2 separate regions of the Ctenopharyngodon idella genome follow, and region 2 is linked to region 1. Evidence: chromatin contacts called from public Hi-C data. All regions are on one chromosome and are shown on one strand. The core of a region is the stretch at or near the end of the contact, and the rest is flanking DNA. Distances in the headings are between cores, read along the strand shown.

Region 1 (2,700 bases), core at 99-2,598:
CTATACCAGAACCACGTCACATCTGAGCCAAAACAGACTCATTGCATCAGTGATTTAGCTGGGTGAAAGAGGAAACATCCCGCAAAAACACAACAAAGGCAGGGATGGAGTATAAATAGCATAACGATAATGTGTGTGTACTTAGAGGGTATGCATGAAACCCTTTAATTCAGTGCACGTGTACTGCTCGGTTTAACGCAAGGCAGATTCTTTTATTGTGTAGCAGTGACATCTATCGGTCAATGTAAGAACAAGCAGTAAGTGTACCACTAGTATTTGACATCTGATCGCACGTACACCGTAAGAGAAAATAAATAAAACAATAAAAAAAACTCCACAAGTCTCGTATAACATATATAAAAAAGTACTTTATGAGTTAAAGTAATATAAAAACATTATGTTGCCATGACTTATTGATCATATAATTTTTTACAGAATTCTAAGTATTCCTTTTAGAACTCCCGTGTGTCTGTATTCTTGAATCTTGACCATAAGAGACCAGTTTAATTTAATTAAACGTGCAAATCAAAATATCTACTAAATATATTCATCTTGGTTGTAATCACATTTTAATACGCCTAGTTTATCTTCAATCTTGAGTAGGCCTACTAGTATAGAGAACTCATAGTCCCAGGATGTTTTAGGAAGTTTTAAGTTCACAGATAACATAACATGTCTTTTTTATTATTGGCCAGTGGTATGTTTGCCGAAGAAGTTACTAAAATAACATTCTTGGGCCAGAGCAGCTGTCGGGAATCGGCGCCTGAGAGCTTCCCTGCAATGCTGCACATCCAGACATCCTGTATGAATGTCTGTAATATTAGCCTAACATCGCCTTCTAAAAAGAGCGCGCTTATAGTCGCTTTACTGTATGTAATGTTGTAATCCACATTTATATGTGGTGTGTTAATCAGGAGATATTACAAATCCTACTATAGCTAAGGAATAGCTCATGAATAATAATAATAACGTCGTGCTAAAGTTGCTTGGTAACCTTCCTGGAGCGTCCAGTCACGTGATTCTATTAATATTCATAAGCCAGCCTTCGCAGGAAAGGACCGCCCATTTTCTGAGGAGAAAACAGGTCCCCACTACCTATTAATTTCTTGGAATGAAGAGCAATTTCCATTTTAGAATGTTTTTAATTTTAAAAAAGAAAAAAAAAACATGCCTTATTTATTTATTTATTTATTTTAAACTAAACATTGACTTCGCCAGCTAATTTCCGCCCACTTACTAACGTTCGCTTTTCAGCCAATCGTAACCCCTACCGGACCTAGCGTCACGTTACGTATTTATTATTCATAAGCACAGCCTTCACCATAGTAGGACTGGTAAACTCGTCGGAGTCGTTGAGAGAGAGGGAGCGATGATGTCATATGTGAAAACTTAGCCCACTCCCCCTAGTGAGAGGCGCTGATTTGCCTTTCACATAATTTTCTGCAGAAGTTTTGTGAAGTGACCGACACAACGCGACCTCACGTTAAGAAAAACTGACATATAGCCTCCGAGGACTAACTTTTCCGCATCTGGAAAGTGAATATCAGACGTTCAATTACGGGACAGGCTTATAAATCGAGCCCATCATCCTGGACGGGCTGAAAAGTTTCAAGCGAGCGAAATGAACCGGAGCTTTAATAATAAATCGCAATCTTTGCGTAGCTTGAACATGAACGCTGTGGAAGTGAAAAGCAAGGTGAGTTGTATGAAATGCATGCATGAAAACTGTTTCACGAGAGTAGTTTCGTTGCATAGTTACACGATGTTGTATATTTTTAGATGGGAAAAATAGGGATGGCTAACTTTGGTTAGCCCATGTCAAATCATATTCTGCCATATGAAATAGTATGATAGTTTACTCATTTACTTAAGCTAAGTCATTTTAAAACAACGTTTTCCTCTGCTTTGAGAATTGCTTTTTGTTTCATCAGCGTTTTCTGCTTAACTTTTGGTCAGCTTCAGTAAAATGAGTTATAATACAACCGTTTTGGCACTTGAACTGTCACATTAATGGATAGTGTTTATGATTTTCACGATTCTAGGTCTCCAAAATTACATAAAATCTTCAAATTATCAAGCACAAATCCTGTTTCAGAAATGTGTTTCTGTGGTCTGGATGCAGCATGTGGCTTTCAGATGGGAGCTTTCTGCTCTTGCATTCTCTATGCTCTCTGAAGTTTTGTTTGTTTGTAATTTTCACATCATTTCAGGTTAAATACTGTCTTCATTAACTTACCAGCTGTCCGAAAATAGTATCCAAACAACACAAGGACATATTTACAAATGACAAGAGCTAACACAAGAGCTGATTCATTGGGATGGGCTCTTTTATTTGTCAGTTGGACAAAGTGGAATTTTGTTTCTTCTACTTATTTACAGCACAAACTTAAACCACTGGTTAACACTGATACTTTATTAATCGCATGAGGGAAATGGTATGTCTGTCTGTCTCTGTGTTCTGTCTATCATTCTATTGTAATAGTTCCCTTGAAGAATAGCATGATCGATTTATCATCACTCAAAGTGGAGCCATAAAGGCTTTTCATACACAGTAATTGTTCAATTTGCCTGGGGAAATATCCGACAAAGCTTCAACCGACCCTTCACAAATAGAAATAACTCTATATCTGTCACCGCTCGTACTAATGGTGGTGTGGACTATACATCTGTTGCAGCCAAGCTGATGGAGACAGTATCTGT
Region 2 (2,700 bases), core at 166-2,665, 300 kb before region 1:
TGTTTGAAACTAAACCATGTGTTTTCTGTTTGTGCTGCAAAGATAACAGCTATGCCATTTAATAGCTGACACTTGTAACTGGTTTTAATCACAATTTGAACGCAACCATCCCTGGTCTTCCCTAAATGATCACAGAATTGTCATAACTATCCCTTTAAAGAGCCTGAAAGAGTGTCACCATAGTGTTTGTACCATCAGAGGCTCCTGTATTCTGAGCGTGTGCTGCCCTCATCAGGCGAAACAGCTTTCAGTATTGTTTCAGTCAGTCCTCCACAAATTCACAGATTTTATATCAAGACGTTTTTTTTCTTGCATGAAAACATTTATGTATACAATTACAATAATAAAGAGCTCATAAATTGTGCATTTCTTTCATATTAAGGATTAGAGTACATCGGCTGTAGGCTACAAAAGAGATATTATGCAATCAGGTTTAATTTGGTTCTTATGGAACACAACTGGGATATAATATAGAATGTATCTTCGTCAAGGCCGTAACCTTGAACATTTTGATATTGAACAATGATGTTATAACGCTGAGGCAGTCCAGCCTAAAAATGTAACTTTTTAAAACTTTTTATGATCCTAACAACAAACCATTTCACTTGGCTGTTACAGATTAAAGTATATGAAATTCAGATGAAAGGCTTGCATGGGCAATACATATACCGATCATAACTTTGGAGTAATTAATATATTTTAATATTGTCTCTTATCTCTTATTTTTGAAGTCTCTTATGCTCAAAAATAACTGTTTTCTATTTTCATATATTTTAAAATGTAATTTATTCCTGTGATGGAATTTTCAGCATCATTACTCCAGTCTTCAGTGATCTTTCAGAAATCATTCTAATATGCTGATTTATTTCAATGATCTTTTTATCTTTAAATTTTAATGTGAATTTTGCTCTATTTCACCACTAGATGGCATAAAAGTCTGGCGAACTGTGTTCTTTGACCTGCCACATATATTCTCTAGTAGTTTATCTTCATTTAAATCTGCTTATAAAACATACTGAAACAAACTGACTACTGATGCTGTTTTCACACACTTAGCTTGTTTTCTCATTAATGGTCTTGACATGCAGACAGTAACATTGACCCAAACAAATCCAGTCTGAAGACACAAAGATGTCTCATCCCAAAAAACCAGGACAGCATTTTTGAGTCTGTTTAATAAGTACCATGACCCAATAATCTAATGAGGACATGGTTTGTGACTTAAAGGGTTAGTTCACCCAAAAATAATGTCATTTATTACTCACCCTCATGTCGTTCCACACCCGTAAGGCCTTCATTCATCTTCAGAACACAAATTAAGACATTTTTGATTAAATCCGATGGCTCAGTGAGGCCTGCATTCACAAAACACTGCTTCGGAGCTTTGCGAATCGAATCAATGACTCGGAGCGCCAAAGTCACATGATTTCAGCAGTTTAGCCGTTTGATAGGAGATCCGAGTCACTGATTCGATTCGCAAAGCTCCGAAGCAGTGTTTTGAAATCGCCCATCACTATATTGTTGAAAAGTCGTTATTTTGTTTTTTTGGCGCACAAAAAGTATTCTCGTCGCTTTATAATATTAAGGTAGAACTACTGAACTCGCATGAACTGTTTTAAATATGTTTTTAGTACCTTTATGGATCTTGAGAGAGGAAATGTCATTGCTTTGAATGCAGGCCTCACTGAGCCATCGGATTTAATCAAAAATATCTTTGTGTTCCGAAGATGAATGAAGGCCTTACTGGTGTAGAACGACATGAGGGTGAGTAATATATGACATTATTTTCATTTTTGGGTGAACTAACCCTTTAAATCATAAAACAAAACATCATCTCATAATCACATCTGAAAGATGCAGAGGAAAGTGACAGAGGTAGTATTAGCAGCGTTTTTATTTGTTTGTTAGGCAACACATAGCAACAAGATAAAGGACACTAACAATGCTTAGCAACCAGGCAACTTTACAGCACCCGAGAACACTCTAGAGACCCAAGATTTTCAAACTATTTTAAACTTTAAGACCAGGGTTTTTCCAGTCAAAATCAATGAATTAATACACACTCGAGGTATGTTTTTTTTTTTTTTTTTAAGAAATGAATCCTTTTATTCAGCAAGGACACATTGCATTGATCAAAAGTGACAGTAAAGATATTTATAATGTTTAAAACATTTTTATCTCAAATGTTTTTAACAAAGAAGATAATCGAAGGAAGAAGATAACAGGAGAAACGTGGTAGTCAAAACAACACAAGACAAAGAACTGAACAAACAGGGCTATACATACACAGGCAAACACGGGAACTAAATGAACAACAGGCAAACTTAATTAGTGATTAACTGGCACACGAGGATTTCTGGATCATGTGACACTGAAGACTGGAGTAATGGCTGCTGAAAATTCAGTTTTGCCATCACAGGAATAAATTAAATGTTTTAATATATATTAAACTAGAAAACAGTTATTTTAATTTGTGGTAATATTTCACAATATTACTTTTTTACTGTATTTTTTAATCAAATAAATGCAGTTTTGGTGAGCACACATAACATATATACAACATATACACGCAAGTGTATAAGGATGAAGGATGAAAGAGTACATTTTCACTAAAATACTCTCCTAGAGAGTCTAGAAATTCATTAAGCTGGAAGATTCAGTGTTAGGGAAACTAAACATCTTTAATCCATCTACTGTGTA

What was found. A called contact is a pair of places that touch in the nucleus more often than the background predicts.
Region 2: a Hi-C map of muscle shows a contact between it and region 1, with 5 times the contacts expected there. The contact joins the promoter of dtnbp1b here to the promoter of pard6gb in region 1. A contact is called at or near these places in 2 of 2 Hi-C or Micro-C datasets (both in muscle).

Annotation. Positions count from the first base shown.
Region 1 is chr19:20,486,558-20,489,257 of HZGC01, reverse strand. It overlaps pard6gb (par-6 family cell polarity regulator gamma b), which reads left to right and starts at 1,348. Exons shown (of 3, transcript XM_051871860.1): 1 at 1,348-1,696. The coding sequence starts at 1,622.
Region 2 is chr19:20,786,642-20,789,341 of HZGC01, reverse strand. dtnbp1b (dystrobrevin binding protein 1b) reads left to right here and starts at 1,415. Exons shown (of 6, transcript XM_051872638.1): 1 at 1,415-1,764.